Regions from separate parts of the Mus musculus genome. Here regions 1, 2 and 3 are each linked to region 4. The links are chromatin contacts, called in public Hi-C and promoter capture Hi-C maps. All regions are on one chromosome and are shown on one strand. Each heading gives the region's core, a stretch centred on a gene start, on an enhancer-like site or on the middle of the called end of the contact. The rest is flanking DNA. Distances are from core to core; before and after follow the strand shown. Region 1 holds the start of Olfr45 (olfactory receptor 45). Region 2 holds the start of Spef1l (sperm flagellar 1 like). Region 3 overlaps Zfp941 (zinc finger protein 941). Region 4 holds the start of Olfr525 (olfactory receptor 525).

What was found. Promoter capture Hi-C pulls out the DNA fragments that hold promoters and counts their contacts. A called contact is a pair of places that touch in the nucleus more often than the background predicts.
Region 1: a contact with region 4 is called in a promoter capture Hi-C map of liver, with 4 times the contacts expected there. The contact joins the promoter of Olfr45 here to the promoter of Olfr525 in region 4. A contact is called at or near these places in 7 of 39 promoter capture datasets (cranial neural crest, embryonic stem cells, hippocampal neurons and 2 more), 1 of 115 datasets of contacts at active chromatin or transcription factors (CD8 T cells) and 3 of 9 other capture datasets (adipose tissue, liver and macrophages).
Region 2: a Hi-C map of Th1 cells shows a contact between it and region 4, with 3 times the contacts expected there. The contact joins the promoter of Spef1l here to the promoter of Olfr525 in region 4. A contact is called at or near these places in 1 of 39 promoter capture datasets (cranial neural crest), 1 of 484 Hi-C or Micro-C datasets (Th1 cells) and 1 of 115 datasets of contacts at active chromatin or transcription factors (memory CD8 T cells).
Region 3: a Hi-C map of Th2 cells shows a contact between it and region 4, with 2.4 times the contacts expected there. The contact joins the enhancer-like site here to the promoter of Olfr525 in region 4. A contact is called at or near these places in 12 of 39 promoter capture datasets (the 3T3-L1 cell line, cranial neural crest, embryonic stem cells and 5 more), 1 of 15 datasets of contacts at CTCF or cohesin (CD8 T cells), 5 of 484 Hi-C or Micro-C datasets (the HL-1 cell line, Th2 cells, cortical neurons and 1 more), 1 of 115 datasets of contacts at active chromatin or transcription factors (CD8 T cells) and 1 of 9 other capture datasets (adipose tissue).

Annotation. Positions count from the first base shown.
Region 1 is chr7:140,688,079-140,693,501 of GRCm38.p6, reverse strand. Olfr45 (olfactory receptor 45) reads right to left here and starts at 2,618. Exons shown (of 1, transcript NM_146963.2): 1 at 1,583-2,618. The coding sequence starts at 2,595. The coding sequence ends at 1,660.
Region 2 is chr7:139,977,135-139,982,290 of GRCm38.p6, reverse strand. It overlaps Spef1l (sperm flagellar 1 like), which reads left to right and starts at 3,536. Exons shown (of 7, transcript NM_001033465.3): 1 at 3,536-3,744; 2 at 4,146-4,257; 3 at 5,069-5,156. The coding sequence starts at 3,609. It overlaps Adam8 (a disintegrin and metallopeptidase domain 8), which reads left to right. Exons shown (of 24, transcript NM_001291066.2): 23 at 2,257-2,331; 24 at 2,764-3,359. The coding sequence ends at 2,814. It overlaps Gm16201 (a long non-coding RNA gene), which reads right to left. Exons shown (of 5, transcript XR_389973.3): 5 at 3,311-5,156.
Region 3 is chr7:140,804,536-140,809,731 of GRCm38.p6, reverse strand. Zfp941 (zinc finger protein 941) reads left to right here. Exons shown (of 3, transcript NM_001001180.2): 3 at 1-55. Among named protein-coding and RNA genes, the nearest start is that of Zfp941, 15 kb to the left of the region's middle. Within about 2 kb of position 3,746, at least 32 of the 459 cell types and tissues checked have an H3K27ac peak or open chromatin away from gene starts, as enhancers often do. A contact at or near this core is called in Th2 cells and epiblast stem cells, where this site is marked.
Region 4 is chr7:140,321,179-140,326,486 of GRCm38.p6, reverse strand. Olfr525 (olfactory receptor 525) reads right to left here and starts at 3,786. Exons shown (of 1, transcript NM_146956.1): 1 at 2,857-3,786. The coding sequence starts at 3,786. The coding sequence ends at 2,857.

The sequences.
Region 1 (5,423 bases), core at 1,369-3,868, 370 kb before region 4:
ACCAAAAGGAACATGTGCCACTGGTCAGGTGGAATTCCTGGATGCCTGGGTACTGCTCATCTCAGTTAATTCCAGTGTTGGGGCAGATGTGTACTCCTCACCTCTGATCCTCTGATCCTGGGCGTTTTAGAGAGCCTGGGAGTAGAGCTTCTTCTAGGTGTTGTGGGACTGGCCATGGAGTTTCTGTCCAAGGTCTGCTCAGGACACCAGCCCAGACTGGAAGGAAATCGTGCTACTAGATGGGCAGAATTCCTAGGTCTGGCTGGTCCTCAGAAGTGTTCCTTTTTCATGTGTTCTGGGCTGCCATGATGGGAAGAAAGTTCTCCATCATACCCCCACTGCTGCAAAGCCCTGCCTCACAAAAGGCCAAAACAAAGACACAAATGGCCATGGACTGAGGCCTCTGAATCTCTGAGTCAGTATAAATACATTGAAAATATATTTATTTGACACAAAGATTAAGAGTTGATTAATACAACATACAGAGTTTTCACCACAAGTTCTGGTATGGTACAGCATTTATGAAGAATAGTGAAGTAGGTTGACCAAGAACGTGTTTAGTCTGAAAAGGATACAGCATCTTTTCAGCAGCATTTCCTGCAGAAGCTGCCCTTTATCCACTGAGGTGGCATTGCACCATTCTTTCAACAGTTACTATAGATACACGTCTCCACCCTCTTCCTTCCTCCTGCTGCCTCCTCATTGTTCTGAAGTGTTTGAGTCAGGGGTAATTGGTCAATGTATAAAGGACTTCATTTTCTGTGCATTTGTTTTGTTTTGGTATTATTGGTATTGTTTTATTGGTTTGCATTTTGTGCATTTTGTTGCAAGAGAAAGAGAGGTGTGGGTGTTGGGTAGGTAGGCAAGTGGGTAGTTAGGACCTTAGAAGAGTTGCAGGAAAGAAAAACAAGAAGATTAAATGATGTATGAGTAAGAAGGTTTTAACCTAGCCTTGTCGTCTATGATCTATATTTGGTTAATTTTTATTTATAGTGTGAATAAAGCTCCACTCTATGCTTTGCATGTCATCAATAAACTAGTTTCCCCATTTCTCTTTGCTGGAAATAATCTTTCCCATGAAAGATCGATTGTTTTCATGGTCGTAAGTATGCTTTGTGACATATGTGACTTCATTTTGAAACTTAAATGTTACCTCAGTTCCATAGATTATCTCTTTCTCCATACCATCTGACTCCCAGAGCTCATAGAAAAGTGTGAAGTGGAGAATCCAAGACATGCAACTTGTGGCCATGCTGGCCCCTCATGTTTCATTATGAAGTTTAGATTGATTAGTCATAGCTCTGAAACAAGCACCTGTTATATTTGCAGAGTCCCTGCATGAAATGCTTTTGTTTTGTGACAATCACTATTGACACTCACTGAAAATCATCCAGTGGCCAGTGGCACCTCCATTTAGGTAAACTTTAGTTACTTTTGAAATAGTTTGTATTTATAAGGAAGTAAAGCTTGAGTGTTTTGTTTACATTGCCAGTAAGAATTTTAGTGTATTTAAGGTTACAGTGAGTTGAATGGTCCAGTCCTTGCATCAGGCAAAGCCTTTCTAAAGCAGAGATAAATAAACCACACCCCACGAATCTGCTCTTAGAAAAGTGTGATTAGGAACAGCACAGGCCAGAAGAAAAGCCTGCACATCTCCACTTAATGTGAGAAAGAGGCCAATATTCTGCCCAAGGCAAGCTTGACATCCTTGTTCCTCAGTGTATAGATGAGGGGGTTGAGGGTTGGGCTGACGATCGAGTATAACACTGAGGTAACTTTGCTTCTTTCTGGACTGTAGCTGGAAGCAGGGCTGACATAGGCACAGAACACAGATGAGTAGTACACAGAGACCACAATGAGGTGGGATGAGCAGGTAGAAAAGGCCTTCCTCTTGCCCTCAGCAGAACGCATGCGCAGGATGCTGGCAATGATGCAGCCATAGGATAGCAAGGTAAGCACAAAATTGACGCCTCCAAAAAAGGAATCTCCCAAAAGAGTCATAATGGTATTTACATATGTAGGACTACAGGAGAGCAGGAGGAGTGGGGGAATCTCACAGAAGAAGTGGGTGATGACCTTGGGTCCACAGAATGACAGCCGTGTCATCAGGCCAGTGTGCACAGATGCATTCACAGCACTGATGGACCATACACCCATGGCCAGGGCCCCACACATCTGTGGGCTCATCCTAGAGCTGTAGTGCAGGGGACAGCAGATGGCCACATAGCGGTCATAGGCCATGACCGTGAGCAGCAGCAGCTCAGAAGATGCTGACCATGCAAGGAAGAAGAGCTGAGACATACATTCCTTGAAGGAGATAGTGTTTTCCTCAGACACTAGGCCAACCAAGGCCTTAGGAATCACAGAGGAGGTGCACAAAATATCCGTGGTAGCCAGGTTGCACAGGAAAAAGTACATGGGATTGTGGAGCCCAGTGCTGGAGGTAACCAAAGCGATGATCAAAATGTTGCCCATCAGAGCCATTATGTAGAGGGTCAAGAAGCAGCCTATCAGGAACAATCTTAGATCAGGGTGCTCTGAGAACCCTTCCAGCACAAACTCTGTTACTTCTGTCTGGTTGAGTCTCAACATCATCAAGGAGAGGATGGGGTCCACTGCTATGTCTTTCAGGTTCCTATAAAATGCCACAGTTTACCTCTTCAAAATCTGGATCCAAACTGTCTGCTGTCAGAAAGGGAAGGAGTGAGTGTATTTCCTTCATGAAAGCATCTTGTCTTTTCTTGTATGTACCACACCATTGGAAAGCCACATATATTTCATTTTCTCTTATTTCTCACATAGTAACTTTCCCCCTATAGTGTTTTATCAAGGGGAACCTATGTTCTTCTCTGATCTTGAACATTCGGAAAGGGAGAAGCATCCTTTACTCAGCACTTGCCTATGCTTTTCTTCTCCATCGCTACTAAGCCCTGTGCTCTGGGGACAGTGTTTGGTGACCCAGCTGTACCCCTTACTTTCACATCTCCTATTCTCCACCTGATGAGAATTTTAGGTAGATACACTGAGATGATTATTATGTCTTTGTTTCTACACTTGGCCTCCTTAGCTGACAGGCACTTTGTCTCTTCTGATATCTGGAGTGGTTGTCCAACTACCCATCTCAATGAGATATTGGCACCCCCATGGCCAAGTAGCCATGTATTTTCTGAATTAATTACTGTTATTGGTATCTTCTGTATTTGGAAGTCTTCTGACTCTACCCAACATTGAATCTATGACCACAAAGAACATTCTTAAAACCCAGCCCTATGAACCTAAACTGCTCATGGGGCTCTTCTGTCTTAATGAACCCCATTGAACACTGAAGTCAACATACCCACAGCTGAAGTCATTACCACTGTCTACAGATGTTTCTTGTAGTTTCAGTATCTTTAATCAGTAATTCACCCTCAGCTACACAGTGACTCCAGATACTTTTTCCATGGAGCTCAGCTCCATCTTTCTGACTCATTTTCTCATGTGTAATCTATTCCCTTGATAGATCCTCATTAGTGTCCAGATGCTGAGCAAAGAGAATGGTGTTCTTTACCCTCTTTCCTCTCTAATCTAACTGATCCTCAATGAGTGCAACTATAGCTTCCCCATTCTTACAACTCACATTCTCAAGGTCTTCAGTAGTTTCATAATTTCTGGGTTCTTGTCATTTCCATCATTTCTAGTTTCCTTCTCTACCACTCAAGGGATACCAATGGTATACTTAAGATAACTGGACTTCTGCCCTAAGCAAAACTCACCATGTTTCCCCAGTCTTTCAGTGAATAACACTCCATAGCTTGACACAGTAGACTCATCTAACATCCTTCATTAGCATTTTCCATAAGTTCCTGTCTGAGCGTATATGTGAATATACTCTACCCTATCTAGAAATCTGTTTTGGAAATTATTTTCAGTGCTCCTCATCTGGAAATATTCTTCATTTTGCAATAGTCTTCCAGTGAAATGTTTCATTCACTGAGTGCAGTGGCATAACCCACTCCCCAATTTGCTGTATAACCCTTCATTTTCTTTGCTCACATTTTATTTCACATAATTTTCATAGTATGGCTCACAATCTATTTTCTCTCTTATTTAGTTATGAATGCTGATTATATCTTTCTACATTTCAAACTATAGCTACAGAAATATTGTATTTACCCTTTGGAACCATATGAATATTGATATGACTGACCATGTCTCCTCCTCCCCATTCTATTGTACTGGAGAATGTTAATGCATATTTAGTATTGCTCAAGGTTCTGCTGAAACAGAAGTTCAAAACCAAATTCCTATAATGTTCTTGAGATTTTCTTGATCAGGCTATCTAATTCATCTATACTTGATACTGTAAAATACTCCCTCAATAGTACATGTAATCAATTTTATTTGCTTCCATTCCTTTGTACACCTGCCTCAGAGCTTAAGGGAAAGATTAAAAAAATAATCAAAACCTGTAATAGACATGTGATATATGATAGAAATTTCTTAGTATTAATAACACATCTATACAAATCTAACTATGTGGAAAATAACTAACTTATTCTTAAATAATGCACCTTAGAAGAAGTGACAGAGAAATATAGTCCTTGGGGTGATCTGAGGACCCAGAAACATGTTAACACATCTATGGACACATGACTTTTTGTAAACAGACAAAGAAAGAAAGAAACAAGCGGGGGGAAAAACAAACTAGAGAAATAATCGCATGTTCAACAAATGGTGCTGGTTCAATTGGACATTTACATGTAGAAGAATGAAACTAGTCACTTTCTCTTTCCCTGTACAAAACTCAGCTGCAATTAGACCAAGGACCTCAGCATAATATCAAACACCCTAAAAATGACAAAGGAGAAATTATAGAATATGTGACTCATTATCACAGGAAAAGACTTTCTGAACAGGACCATGGTAGTTCAAGCATTAAGTTCACATGCTTCACTATGTTTATAACAGCCTTATCTATAATAGCCAGAAGCTGGAAACAACCCAGATGTCTGTCAACAGAGAAATGGATACAGAAAATGTGGTACATTTACATAATTTACCCAGCTATTAAAACAGTGACTTCATGAAACTCACAGGCAAATGGATGGGACTAGAAAATATCATCCTAAGGTAACCCAGACACAAAAGAACACATATGGTATGTACTCACTGATATGTGGATATTAGCTCAAAAGCTCAGAATACCCACGATACAACCCACAAACCATATGGAGCTTAAAAAGAAGGGAAGACCAAAATGTAGATGCTTCAATCCTACATAGAAGGAGAAACAAAACAATCATAGTAGGTAGAGGGAGGGAGGGCCCTGGGAGTAAGAGAGTAGGGGGAAGGAAAAGGGGAGCAGGATCAGGACTGGAAAGAAATACAGAAGAGACAAAAGAGACTGGACAGAAGAGAAATACAGATGGTCAGAAAATTGA
Region 2 (5,156 bases), core at 2,287-4,786, 340 kb after region 4:
ACAGGGCTTAGCTGCACAGGTCAGCTGTCTATCTCGTGCTGCTGGCCGCCCTCCTGGGCAGGCATCTGTGCTCCTCTGAGGCAGGGCTAAGGAATCTTCTGGTGAGCAAGTGATATCTGAGAAGGCCACAAAGTGATAGAGAATTTCCCAAGGGTCGTTTGAGTGGGACCTGAAGAGCTAGTACGTGTTCCTGGCTCTGCCTAGGCCTGGTTGAGAATCTTATCAGCTCTTCTGGGCACTTGTGGCTCACAAGTGGCTTTCAGTGCACATTCTCGTGTTGAAGGTGCTAGTTTGCTGTCTTCTGAGAGTCCCTCAGTTTGTCTACTTATCTTCTTATTGTAAGTGGATGTGGGTGACATACTCTCAGCAGGAATAGCATGGGAAGTAATTACAGTGGGAAGTGACTGAACGACTATGATTTCCATGCCGAGAGCTATCTTTGTGTTGAATGAACTGATGCCTAGAGAGAGAGATGAATGACTACCTCCAAGATCATCTGGAGACTTAAAATCCTACATCTCGCCGGGTGTGGTGGCACACGCCTTTAATCCCAGCACTCGGGAGGCAGAGGCAGGTGGATTTCTGAGTTCGAGGCCAACCTGGTCTACAAAGTGAGCTCCAGGACAGCCAGCACTATACAGAGAAACCCTGTCTCGAAAAAAACAAAACAAACAAACAAACAAACAAACAAAAATAATCCTACATCCCGGGAATCTTTGCCACTTAAACACTAACAATTGCCACTGTCTTATGCTATAGTGATTTTTTCCCTGCTTTTTTGTTTCGTTTATTGTTGTGTGCATGATGTGTGTGGGCACGTGTGCCATGGCGCTCATGTGAAGATCAGAGGACCACTCTGTGAGGTTGACCTTTACCTGGGTTCTGGGGTCAAACTCAGGTCACCAGGTTTGTGCAGCAAGCACCTACTAAATGATCAATCTCAGTGGCCCTTGCTTCTTCTTCTTCTTATTATTATTATTATTATTATTATTATTATCATCATTAGTATGGGGGTGGTGGTGGTGTGTGTGTGTGTTGTGGCGTGTGCATGCACATCACAGGATGCAAGAAGGGATCAGAGGACAACCGTGTGGAATTGGTCTACTTCCACTTTTACATGGTTCAGAGACTGAACCATATCACCATGCTGACAAGCGCCTTAACCCCCTCAGCCATCTCACAAGCCCCTGGTTTTTTTTTTGTTTTGTTTTTGTTCTTGTTTTTCTTGTTTGGTTTGTTTTTTTAGATAGGCTTTCACTCTGTAGCCTATTTTAAATGCTATGGAACTCACTATGTGGCCCACACTGGCCCTTAAGCTCATGACAGTCCTGCTGAGTCAGCTTCCTGAGTAATGGTTTTATGGGTATGAGCCATCACACGTGTGATTTTCTGTTTTTCCTTTTTTTTGGGGGGGGGGGCGGGCTAGGAGGATGATTTTATTTCTTTTTCTTACTTTTTTTTTTTCTTTTGAGACATGGTATCACTATATAGCCTTGGTTGGCCTCTATGTAGACTGGGCTGGCCTCAAACTTATAAAGTTCTGCCTGCCTCAGACTCCTGAGTGCTGGGATTAAAAGCATGCACCACTGTGTCCGGCCAGGGACTAATTTCAGACTTATATAAGAGCTGAAAAATCCCTTTAATCCCAACACTTGGGAGGCAGAGACCATTGAATCTCTGAATTCAAGGCCAGCCTGGTCTACAGAGTGAGTCCAAGATAGCCAGGGATATACAGAAAAACCTTGTCTCAAACAAAACAAAAGGAAAAGAAAGAAAAGGAAGAAAATGTCATCCTAGTCACAGTCCCGGCAGGCAGAACGGAGCAGGGTACGGGAATCCTGGGCAGGGATGAAAGGAAGCTGGGGGGGGGGGGGAGGGAAAAATGTGTCTAAAGCCCATCATGCCATGTTACCATCCTCTTTAACAATGTGGAAACAAAACGGGTTTTCCTAGTTAATTCTTTCCTTTTGAGCTTCTAAAGACCCATGTTCTGAAAGCTTCAGGGCAATGTGTGGGATACTGGGGAGGCCGCAAGATGATTGGCTGGGACAGTTAGCCAAGAAGAGGAGCTCTGCCAGGTTCGGGCTTTATCTTCCTAGCGGTGAGGCCATGCAGATGTTTCCTACTGAGCTGCGTGCAGACAGAAGCCTTCCAGGCTAGGCTGGAGCTGAGCAGGACAGCCTCAGGATGAAGCTAAGGGCCGTACTTGGCCTACTTAGGAGATGCTCTCAGTCAGCTGTGTCTGGTTCCTCCCAGGTCAAGCCAACCTTTGCACCCCCGACACCACCAGTCAAGCCCGGGACTGGAGGGACGGTGCCTGGAGCAACTCAGGTGAGCCTCAGAGGGAAGGGGAAGGGGAAGGGGAAGGGGGAGTCCATCTTGCAGGAACCCTCCTGCTGACTGTGGCACTGTTTCGGAGGGTGAGTGGCTGTTTTCATTTTCTTAGCTGGTAAGTTTTAGTGACATTTGAAAAAAAAAAAAAAGAAAGAAAAAAAAATCCTCAATAACAGGCTTGATGTCTGCTTTATAATTTGCCAGAACTTTCCAGTGCTTGCGGCTTTCGGGGGCTATGGAATTTTCCTTTTCATATGGCTAGTCTACAGTATATATGAAATGCTAGTACAGTCATCTTGTGAGGTCGGGCCCATTCTGTTGTTAGGGGAAGTGGAAGTCTAAATTTAAAGAACTGGCAATGGGTATTTTCAGCTGGACCTCTCTCTTATCAGGTCCTCTTTAATATCGATTTCCTTTTTTTCTTGGCAGGGAGCTGGTGAGCCAAAGGTTGCTCTGAAGGTCCCCATCCAGAAGAGGTGACCAGCTAGGGCACCCCAGGGCCATCGTTTGTGGACGTTTGGAGATACCACTGCTCCTATAAATGTGTTCCTTCAGCAACACCACAACCACCACCCAGGCTGGACCTGCACACGCTGTTCCTACCTCAGGAATAATCTTTCTGTGGCTCTTGCTGTCCAGATGCCCTCATGAACCAGTGGCCTCTCACTGGCCTTGGCCAGCTTAGACCATACATCTGCGTATGCTAGTTGCTAGGCAGGGGCGGTGTACCCTGCAGTGGGCGTGATCAAGTCTGTCTGTCTCTGGGTGGACAGAATGCCAGGAGTCCCCTCCCAGCAACTTCTGCACTGGCCCTCACACAGTGACCTCTCTCCAAGGCACAGTTCCTGTATCTACATCCCACTCGTGTATGAGACTTAGGAAAGGAAAAGACGTCGTTCTTGGGGTGTTGGGACAAGAAGTTGCCGTCATCTCCGGATTGAAACAGATTAGTTGTTGAAATTATGACTAAACACTATTCACTAATAAAGATTCTATTTTATCAATAGATTATAGATCACATTCTACATGGCAGTTTGTTTTTATTACACCAGATCAAACAATTTCACCTACCATCTCCCTTCGTTTTTTAACCATCCACCTTGATTCAGCCCGATCTCTGGGCGTGCAGGAGGACCAATCCTTCCTGGGATCGAGGGAGGGACCAGCGCGGTTAGGGCCCCGCCCCTTCCGGCTGTGCCGCGTCTCCCAGCAACGGTCCAAACCCGCCAGGTTTCTTCCGCTGTGTTTCTCTGCTGCACACCCACTTCTCTGCCATGCTCAGTGCTTCCAAGCCGAGCTCAGCTTCGTTCCTGCCAACGCCTGGGGATATTCATAACCTCTGCGCCTGGCTGGACCGGCTCCCACTCAGCCGCCCCAAGCGCCACTTGGCTCGGGACTTCAGTGATGGTGGTGCGAGTGAGGGCGAGGCGCTATGGGGCGGATGATGAAGAGGACTCAAAGCTGAGGGCCACCCTTGCCTCCAGCCCCCTAGTACGGGTGTGGGTGTTGGGGGAACGGAGCGGTTCTTGAGTCCAGACTCGTGCTCCTTAGGAAAGGTAGTAGCAAACAGGGCCTCCTGTGGCTCTTCCAGCTCCCCCTGGGCTCTCACGCTGTATTAGCTTCCCAGGCCATCCTACCACTTGGTCTGACCTGGAGTCTAGGTGCCGTGCCAGACTCGGGGACAATTATGGGCTCCCCAGGAAAAGCTCGTGTCCTTCCCACTCCATTCCATGCATCTCATGTGGTCAGGGATTACAGTTGCAACCCAGGGTCTTGACCAGGCAAGCCAAGTTCCCCTCGCATTCCCACAGTGCTGGTGGCCGAGATTGTGAAGCACTTCCGCCCTCGGCTGGTGGACTTGCACAGCTACGTCCCAGCCTGCAGTACAGACCAGAAGCTGAGCAACTGGAGCCTTCTCAACAGGCAAGGCCTGGGAGCTCAGCCCACCTAGGTTGACCCCGGGATGCTCTCTCCAGCCATGGGTCTCTGACTGCCTAACTGTGGGTCCTTGCCTATAGAAGAGTACCACAACCAGGGGTACTAGGGCACTAGTACCCCTAGTACCACTCCTGGGGGTGCTAGGGCAGCCTATCAGCTAGCCTGCTCCCTTACGGATCAGTAGAGTTTTACTTCACCTCCCCAAATGTCCTCAGACAAGACTCTGCCTGTGTATAATAAGTGATCTCAAGGACAGAGTCGGGCAGATATGTCTGATGTAGTCCAATCACAGAGGGCCCTCGGGAAGTGTCTGAGCAGAGCAAGGTGGAGAACCTGTGTGGGCACCCCCAAAAGACTGGCTCAGATTGGAATAGAAACATTGCTGGGCTCAGGCCTGGGTCTAATCTCATGGGCTTATGTTTGAGAGGGAAGAGATGAAAAGAGACCTCAAGGGAGATGATCATGCTGAGAGGGCCCAGCTGCAGGTTTCCAGGTACTGTTGAGCTGTCTCAACAGGATTTACCGAGGGCAAGCCAGTAGAGAGATGAGAATGAATGCAGAGAACATGGCCTGATAGAGCACCCCATGTTCTGCGATCTCCTGAGACATAGCTCCAAAGGCCAAGAATGAGATAGCCATGCGCCACTCAAGTGCAGGGCACAAAGGGGCTCTCTGAGAAAGCAAGATGCTGCCCAGTGGCTGGAAGGCATTGCAGGGAGCATAGAACTTCAGGGAGGGCTCAACTCCCAGTCCTTGATGGTACTGCTTTGAGAATGTGCTCCTACCTTCTTTGCAGGAAAGTCTTTCGCAAGCTGCACTTGTGTATCTCAGATAATGATATCCAAAGGGTGGTATCCAACAGGCCTGGAGTTATCGAGTCTATT
Region 3 (5,196 bases), core at 2,497-4,996, 480 kb before region 4:
AGAGACCCTTGTCTAAAATATACACCTTAGAAAATAGTAAAAATGTTCACATTGGAGTTTTTTTTTTTACAAATGTAATTACCTCTCTCTATATGTGTGCGTGTATGTGTGTATGTATGTGTGTGTGTGTATATGTATGTATGTGTGTGTGTATGTATGTGTGTGTGTATGTGTGTGTGTGTATGTGTGTGTATGTATGTATGTATGTGTGTGTATATATGTATGTGTGTGTATGTATGTATGTGTGTATGTGTGTGTATGTTTGTATGTATGTGTGTATGTATGTGTGTGTGTTTGTATGCATGTGTGTATATGTGTGTATGTATGTGTGTGTATGTTTGTATGTATGTATGTATATGTATGTGTGTGCGTATGTGTGTGTGTGTATGTATGTATGAATGAGAGGACAATTTGGAGGACTCAGTTCTTCATCCACATGGGTCCCAGGGATCAAACTCAAGTTCTCAAGTTGGTGGCAGATGCCTTTGCCAGCCAGCCAGCTCACTCCAGTTCACTAATGTAAAGTAACACCTTTTTCGAACTTTAGATCTTGGTGAATGTAAAAGAATTATTGAAAAGATCCAATATAGAGAGGATGTGTGGCAGTCTTTAACTTGTTAGAGTTGTATATCATTAGTGGCAACCAGGGGGTGCTCACAGGTATAAATAGTGAAGATGACTCCTGTCTGTTTTTTTGTTTTCTTTTTTTCCAGGGTTTCTCTATGTAGCACTGGTTGTCTTGGAGCTCACTCTGTAGATTAGGCTGGCCTTGAACTCACAGAGATCTGCCTGCTTCCACCACCCAAGTGCTGGGATTAAACATGTGCACTGACAACAACCAGCAAAAGATGGATTTTTTTTTTCCTTTTGTATTCTGTCAAGATACATTTTTTTTAAGTTCAAACTTCCTCTTCATGGAAGCAAAAACCTATTACTTGCACTTAAATTAATGTATCTTGTTTGACTAATTCTGTAGAGCTTTTAGCCTTAGTTTATTTCCAAGATTTTATAATACTCTGATTAGAGTGTGTGTGTGTGTGTGTGTGTGAGAGAGAGAGAGAGAGAGAGAGAGAGAGGGAGAGAGAGAAAGAGAAAGAGAAGGGGGTGGGCATACAGAGGAGAAGGAAAGAGGTATGGAATTGTGCATGTGTGAGTGAATTGTTCTGGCATGGGCATTAGACTACTGGAGGCTCCAGGTAGCATGTTGACAGCGTTGTACCAGGTAAGCAGATATCTCTAATAATCATTTTCTTATTTTCATTAAAGCTTAAAATTATTGCTGAAACAGTAATTATGGGAGAGATAGTATATAGACTTGATTTCTGAGTCTTCAGTGGTTGTACAATTTTAACCTCTATTTTTATATGTTATGCTTTGAGTCCTATGATGTACACTAATTTTGGGTTTGTGTTACATTGAGATATATAGCTATTATAATATAATGATTAATCTTAGGACTAAGCAACCCATGGAAGAGATAAACAGCTCGTGCATGTCTTTGAGGATGGGTTTGGTGCTTACCTATCTTGATACGGTAATTACTGACACGAAAGAAAATGCAAATGACTTCCCACTATGGTTCCTTCCAGCCTCCTGTAATCCGAGGAAACAATGGAGACCTCATCTTCCTGAAGTCTGTGTGGGATAACTGCGTGTAACCCAGAGGCTTAACCCTAGCTTTCCAAAGGTCCCGAATTCCACAAGAAAGACAGTCTCCTCTCCGTTCTTCACAGATGCCATTTTGATTCTGTGAAGTCCTCATCTTTAGTCCCAATGGGCAGTGAAATAATTTTTCACTTGTAACAGCCCCATCTCTCTTCTAAAGGGGTTAGAGTTCTAATAACTGGTGATTCATCTATCTAATTTATTTGCTAAGAGGATTGAATGAACTGCCCTTGGTTCTCAGTATACTTTGCCAGTGCTCAGTTCTGTGAGAGAAGTACAGAAGGCAGGGCCTATGCGTTCCATCTGTCTCCTGACACTTAAAGTGAGAGAGTGTGGGGGAGTGTGGGGGATGTGAGGGAGGGTCAGCAGACAGGCACTTTAAGAGAGTGGGCACAGATTTGTGGGGTACTGGGGCCATGGCCCTTCCAGAGATCAGGCTAGCAGTCCGAGGACTTTTTACTGATTGGCAATTTCTCCTAATTTATTTCTGACATTTCACATTTCTGCCTGGGCTAGAGCACACTACAGCTCTGGGCTGTCGTCTTTGAGTCCATTCTGTATTTTCTACTGAGTTCTGGGTGAACTTGAAGGAAAATAAAGAGTTGGACAGGGGATTTCAGACAGATTTCCTTATTTACAGAACAAGCAACTGAAGGGTGGTATCATTCAGAGCTTCCCCTGGGCTGGGTGTGGCAGTTGCATGCCTTTAATCCTGGCACAAGGGAGACAGGGAGACATGGATGTCTGAGTTTGAGGCCAGCCTAGTCTACGTAGTACCTGAACAGTTAGGGCTGTTCTGGTCACCCACATTTGTCATTCTGGTCCCCACCAGATACCTCCGGCATCCCTGATTTTTCCATTCCAGCAAGTACACTACTTCCCTTCTCGTCTTATCGATGAATGGAAAGATGAGCGTGAGAAGCACCTTCAGCCTCAGAGGTGGGACGCTTCCTTTGGAAGCAATGCGATGATTTAAGGTCCTATCATTTGCGGTGATGTAAACTTAGAGGGGAGCAGGACCCAAGGCATCTCAATCAATGGCCTGGAGAAATGATTAGCCAGGAGGAAGATGCAGGACCGATTGGCCAGACATGCCCTCTGGAAGCTCCTGGTCAGCCAGTGAAAGTGTGTAATGTCCGAGGTGGAACAGACGGAGGGGAAGTCACTCCTGCTCTGCATCTCCTTATTTGTCTCTACCTCTTTGAGGTTGCAGAAAGGACAAGGGAGAAGATGGATCACATGAGGGAGAAACCAAAGGGTGTAGTTTGCTTTCAACTGATAATGGCTGCCCAAATATCTTTAAAGGAGGCTGTCTGTCTTTACTGGTGACAATGGAGACAGCCATTCTTCTTCTTTTTTTTCCCCAAGAGATTGTGTTGTGCAGCAGCATCCATCACAGATCCTCTTGGCCTACCAGTGAGTCTGTATAAGCCCTGTCTCGGTGTCATGGAGGATCACTTACGTTGTAGGAAGGTGGTCTTAAGATCAGCCTCTTTAAGGCCAGTGAGGGAATCTCAAGTGTTTTTTTTTTTTTTAAATTTTGATTTTTTTTTTTTTTTTTGGTGTGAATTTCACTTCATGCGCCCAAGTCCCACTTATGCCTCTGTCCCTCTATATCTGCCCTCTGCCCTTACAACCTACCTTCCCAAAGGAAACCAACAACAACCAAAAACCAAAACAGCACCTCACCGAGGAAGCTGCAGTGTCACATGGTGTGTCACACAGTATACCCTTATGCCCAAACAGCTTTATGGTTTGAGGCCTCTGGCTTCTGCTACACCATCAGTACTGGATCCTCACCAGGAGTCCTCTAGGATATTCTGTTGTTGCCCTGTGACATGGGATCCTGCAGAGTTGGTTCTGCAGGACCAGACCTTTCTCATGATCATGGGGAAGGCACTGGGGTGGGCTAACTCAAAGCCCTGGATCTGGGCCTGGGTGGTAGCTGAGTTAGTTCTTCAGCCTGCCAGCTCTCCTGTGCCACTAGGTCTCCTGCTTTGCCCAGGCAAGGGATGGGACCAGCTCTCCCATGCTTATACCATTTGGGCCAGCTGTCACCTATGCCACCAGGGCCAGCTCTACTATGCTGCCTAGTGGTGGTGCATGGCCAGCTCTCTTGAAGGCTGCAGTCATCAAGGGGCAGGGCTAGTCTGAGTTTAGGCCTGTAGGGGGAGCTAGCTAACCTTTGTCCGTGATAGTTACCCAATGGCTTGGTTTAAAGAACTGAATAGTCTTGGCTGCTTTGCTTTGCTTTATTGATTGATTTAGATTTAGAGCTGAGATAATTACAAAGAGGAAAGATCTCACCACTAATGAGGAAAAATATAAGTAACAGAATTCAGTCTCCTGTGGGTAACACTCATGAAGTCTCCCGAAGACCTTTTTGCCCACTCCAGGGGCAGTTCCAGAGGTCAGAGCTATCTGAAAAAAATTCTCTTGCCCCCTAAACCACCTTGAATCTAAAGACTGAGGGGGACCCCTGCCTGAAATAAGGGAGAAATAAGTCAGCTTGGGATTTCTACGGCGGCCAGACACACATCCATCCCAGGACTGGGGAGGCTCTGAAAGTTCAGCAGTTCTCCCTATCCTTTCATGATGAGTAGCTATTAGAAGAAACCCTTGACTCTGAGACCCCCAAAAGTTACTGTCTAGGGGTCTAGATCGGGTTTCTTTTCTCTACCAATTTAAAAAGTAAAGGTAGGTACAGTTTTGAGGTAGCACAGCAGGTAGCAGCAGTGAGAATTTCAGACACATCACAGGAGCAAAAGGTTAAGAAGTGTTATTAAAGATGAAGAAGTCTACAGGAATGCACACATAGAACACAATGGGGTTTTTAGAAGCTGAAGTTCACTGTCTCCTGAGTGCCAGGAGTGGAGTCTTAAGAGTCTTTTGTGGCCAGGGATGAACCCTAGTTCCTTAATTTCAGATTGGTCAGTTGAAACAAAGAAAGAGAAGTTGGTAGACCCACAGCTTTGGGTAAATACATTCAGGTTCAACCTTGAGCTTATCTGACAAGCCTGGACAGTCAACTGGAAATGGGGGATAGTGATGGGAGAAAGAGACTGCCAGGCCTTTGTCTCAGTCAAGAGGGTGAAGAAGGAGATGGAAGGATGCAACCGTTTTCTGTTTCCTTCTCTGTCCATCCATCAATGATCTAACTCTCACTCCCCAGTTTTACGGTTAGGGTTAGAGTTAGGTTTGTAGGATTAGGGGTTAGGTTTAGGGTTACTTAGGCTTAGCCTTGAAGGTTAGGAGGATTAGGGTTAGTGACAGAGGGTTAGGGTTAAGGTACTAGGGACAAGGACTAGGTATGGGGTCAAGCCTCGTGGTAGAACTAGTTTTCTATTGCTGTGACAAAACACTATGGTCAAGGCAACCCACAGAAGAGTGTGTATTGCATATAGTTTTAGAGGGTGGGTCTATGGCACCATGGCAGGAAGATGGCTGTCGGTCAGTATGGTGTTGGAGCAGTAGCTAAAAGTTACTTCCATATTCACAAAGGCAAGGGGAGGAGGATGGGCTTTTGGTGGA
Region 4 (5,308 bases), core at 2,537-5,036:
CCTCATTATCATACCTTATTTGCATGTCTCACATCTGATTGGTTATACTCTCAAAACCTCATTGTCATGCTCGGGCCAGGCAGTGTCTTGGCAAAAAGATTTACTGCATATGTACACATTGGTTGTTTGTCCAAACTTATTCGTGGTGGCCAGCAATAGCCAGCGCCACTCTGCAACGGCACATGTGGCTTCCCACAACAACATTTGCATGTTATACAGAGTATTCAATATTAATGTCTCAGAGTAATTGTCCTGTGGAGCTTCACTGACTTCCAGGAAACACAGAGCCTGAATGCTTCACTGCCTGAAAGAGTCCCATGGTTTATCAGGAACTGAAAGGCACAGAGTGCTCCAGGAGCAACTGACTCTAAGGAAGCTAGATCAAGCCAAATTCATGCCTCCTTGCAATCAATAACAATGCCAACAGGAAATGCCTCAATATTTAGAGTTTAAGTAATGCCTTCCTAAGCAACACATCAAATAAAGAAATCAACAGGAGTGTTAATGAGCATGGGGGGGGGGGGGCAGAACAGATGTGTGAAGCAATAATTGGGGTAGTTTGTAGGGCTGCACCTCTGCAGTAAAGAACAATGCAAGCCACCCCCAATGCCAGTGTCACTCCTAAAGCAGCAGGGAGCCTCTCAGGAGCCTCTCAGGAGTTAGGGATAGTTAGACTTCAATTCTGAACTTCTTTCTATCAATGAATGTAGGTGGTGGTAAATACCAGTAGAAACCCCATTCACTGTTGATGAGCATGAAAAGGATGAAACCTCGGTGATAATTTCCTTACAAAACTCAGCCCACACACACCCTGAGACCCCACAAAGCCATTCACAGTCACTTACTACAGAAAAAGAAAAGCATGGAATAGGACTTTGATGATTATCTATAGAAAGAAGCTGGATAATACAGTGTGATAAAGCCTTAGAATCTACTGCTCACCAAAATAGAAAAGAGCACAGTACTTGTTACACATGCATGATAACAGGAAGGAATACTTAAAATACTTTTCTGGGCTAGAAAGATGGCTCAGCACCTAGGAACACTTATTGCTCATGCAGATGAACTGGGTTGTAGTACCACACCCATATGTTGGATTAGAGTCATCTGTAACTTCAACCAGGGATCCAACACCCTCTCTTGACCTCCAAGGGCACCAGGCATGCTTGTGGTACACATGCATACATCCAGTCAAAACATTCATACATATAAATAAAATTAAAAAACACTGTGCTATGAAAGAGCATACATGTCAAAGAATGTGTGTTGCATGACGCCGTGTGTACAAAGTTCTATAACACACAAAATCGACCTGCAGCTGAAATATCAGGCAGCAATGACTACCAGAAAGGACACTGATGACTTCAAGTCCAACATGTAGAACAGCCCTGGGTAAAACATCCTACATTAAAGGCTACCATCTCCACTCTCCTAGGAGACTTGCATTGCATAGCTCTGTGTATTTGCCAAAACTCAGTAAGTGATACACTGAGTCACTCATTTCACTGTCTGAAAATTTTACCCAAGCCAGAAAAACCTATAAACAAATGACTGCCTCTAATACGCATATGAAACTATTTAAGGGAGAATGAATTAATTGATGTTTGCAGCTTGTTTTGAAATGAGTAAAGTAGAGGGGCATGTGCATAAATAAATTAGGAAGTGGATATAGAGCAAGAACTCAACAGCAGAGCAGTGGGTACAAGATCACAGCTGCCCGGCTAAATCCTGACCAATTCACTATGCTTGAATTCTTTCAGTACGGAACTGTGGACATTAAAACCCTGGATACAGGGTAGAAAACACATCTCAGGACCAAATATGTAGGACCAATGAGATGGCTCAGCAGGTAGAGGTGCTTGCTAAGCCTGATAACCTATGTGGACTTCTACATCCTGCTTGGTAGAAAGAAAAAAGCTACTTTCTGTGGACTGATCTCTGAGAACATGAACACCACTGACATTAACAGGTGTGGTTGTACATGCGTCTGCTTGTATACTGAGTGGAGAGTATTGGGTCATTCATAGAGGCTTCCTAGGATCATGAGTGTGCCCTTGAAGAGAGAAAACAATCATGACATGGCAGGGAGTGGGTCAAAACAAAAGACTCTGACAAGTGTCTTGGAACAAGTGACTGGCAAAGAAATCAAGGTCTTAAAAAAAAAAAAAAAAAACAGCCACAGCAAAGGATTCAGAGGTGAAGAATCACAAGGCAACTGTACATTTGGAGGATGCTAGCAACAGCATCAAACAACACAGTGTTTATCATAGTCCAGAGGAGACTGTGTAGAGGTGAGAAGAGAGTCTAGGAGGATGCAGTGTGCAACAGCATTCAGAGGCCAGAGGGAGATTGAACTCCTACTCAGTCTGCAGAAGCTTCTGTCCAAACCAAGAAAAGTCTGGCATCCTCTACTATGACAGCAAAGCATCCCAACTGGAGAAGAAGAGATGTGTCAACCCACACCTTTCCTGGGCATTGCTGGTATGAGAAGCATATTGCTTGTTCTCTCTCCTCTCAGAGGTGTAAGGACCATGGTGCCACCAGACACACTTCTCAAGTCCAAACTAAGAGGACTTAGTCCAATATCCGGGTCTGGGTGATTTTCTCCAATGCATGATACCAAAAAGCTCTACGTAAGAGATAGCTACCCAGGATATAAACACACAGCCTACCCCAAACCTGGATGTCCTCACTTCCAAAAGAAAATGGCCAGTGGCTCCTCCAATGAGAGCACAGAAGATGTACATCCATATGAATTACCTATCTGTTCTCTGACAGGACATCAGATTCTCAGTCACACATCCCAAATAGTTCATCAACAGCTTGATCAAGTCACATTTGTTGCCTTCTGCCTCCTCATTGGAAACAGGGAAATAACTTTTTGAGGGCAACTTTGACATCCTTGTTCCTTAGAGAATAAATGGCGGGGTTCAGGGTAGGGCTGACTGCTGTGTACAATAAAGCAACTACTTTGCCATTCTCCAAGGAGGATCCGGAGCCAGGCTGCAAATAGGTGTAGATGACGGTGGAGTAGTACAGGACAACCACCACCAGGTGGGCAGAGCAGGTAGAGAAGGCTCGCTTCTTGCCCTCTGTGGAGCGGATGCGCAGGATGCTGGTGATGATGAAGCTATAGGATATCATAGTCAACAGAAAGTTGACCACACCAAAATAAACATCTGCAATGACAATCATGATGTTGTTGAGGGTGGTTGGGCTGCAAGACAGAAGCAGCAGTGTTGGGACTTCACATAAAAAGTGACGAATTTGGTTGGGGCCACAGAAATTGAGTCGTGCCATCAAGCCAGTGTGCACAGATGTGCTGGCTGCACTGATGACCCACACACTGCCGGCGAGCAGGACACAGATGGGCCAGCTCATCAGCATGCTGTAGTGCAGTGGGCGACAGATGGCCACATAGCGGTCATAGGCCATGGCAGTGAGCAGCAGCAGCTCAGCCCCTAGAAACCAGGTCAGGAAAAAGAGTTGGGTCATGCATCCCTTATAAGAAATGTGGCTGCTCTTACCCACCAAACCCTCCAGCAGCTTGGGAAGAACAGTGGATGTACAGACGATGTCCAACAGGGCCAGGTTTGCAAGGAAGAAGTACATGGGGGTGTGAAGGCTTGAGTTGAGGCTGATGGCTATGATGATGAGGGTGTTTCCTGCAAGAGCCAGGATGTAAAGAAGCAAGAAAAAGGCCAAGAAGAGAGCCTGGAGCCCAGGGTCCTCAGAGAGTCCCTGCAGGACAAACTCCACCACAGTTGTGTAATTGTTTATTTCCATTTGAGAGTGAGTCCTGGGAGTTACTGTGACACAGATGGGATGGTCAAGGAGACACCAGGTGTGAGGCAGCCATCATTTCACACTGGGTTCAGACAGCCGTGAGTAGGAGTGCTTCTCAATGCTCTGTTTCTGTAGAATTGATAACATCATCTCTCAACACAGTGTGACAGTGTGAGCATGAACTCTCCACTCTGTACACAGTAGACCCAGAACAGAAGGAACCCCTGCCTGTGATGGGCAATATCCATCTACAGCTTCTGTTTGATTTAACATAGATCATGCCCTATGATACTCTGAGAACTGGAGCTCCTTTCAGCATGTACACCAGGCAGCTAAGGCATACTAAGGGGCAGTCTGTTCCACAGCATAGACCTTTTGAACCTAGAGAAGACCAACCTTATCAAGGAGTGGGCCAGGGTTCTCAGAGGCAGGCATAAAAACAGTTCCAGGATGTATGTTTTGGGGTCGTGATAGATTCAGAACACGAAGCTGTTACAGAATGGCATGTAGGTGGTACAGATGGCCCTGGCTCTTGGGGAATGAATATAACCCTTTTGTAAATACCAGAACTGTCTATTTCTACGTGGCCACTCTAAATCACTCCCTTGAGGATGACAAACCCAGCGAGGACAACAGGTATCACTCACTACCCTGGGAAGGCTTGTGCCTGCCAGAGAAGGTATCAGGCTGTGCCAGGACTGGAAACAACATGAAAGGCATGGACCTGGCTTCACGCCAGCCCCCAATTTCTAGGCTATCACTCCTACCCAGCTTCAAGTCTATCTTCCCCTCACCTTATACACATATATCTCTAATCATCCAGGACTCTCCAAGCATATGGGCCTCTCAGGTAGAGAAGAATAGGAACTGATCAGCATGCAGAGAAAGAGCTCTGCCCCTTTCTACTATCTGATGGGAATGAGCAGGCCCACACCCATCCTGGAGACTCCATGAGTGGGATGTTGGCTACATGAAAACAAAGAAGTCACAAAGGGTATGTGAAAACAAAGAAGTCACAAAGGGTATGTGCTGAACAAGGAAGACACTTTCCCCCTGTGATTGCACAGATCAAGGTCTTTCTCCTACAGGGTGAACTTAAGAGAAGGACCTGAGCCTATGATTCCCCAACCCCTCCTATTGAAGAGCTAAGCTACCCATAGAAACTTCAAGACCCATACTTGTGCCCACAAAAGGAAAGATTTATCTGTGAGCCTTCCCTGCAGATCCCAGGGGCCTCATACAGAAGGCAGGGCCTCTCAACTGAACCCCCCAAATTCCCTCTGTCTACATCTCAACCCTAGTAACTGTCTGCTTCTAACTATTCAGGCCACAGGTGGCTCTGAGTTCTGAACTCTGTACCAGATCCACAGGAAACCACCATGCCTCTTTAGAGACCCAAATCTGCCTCAGAGCCAAGCCACAAGGCAAGATTTCTATTCATACTGATCAACAGTGCAGATAGGTCACAGAGCAAACCTACAGAGCCATGCATTTAAAGTTTCAAACTGTAACTATGAGTCAA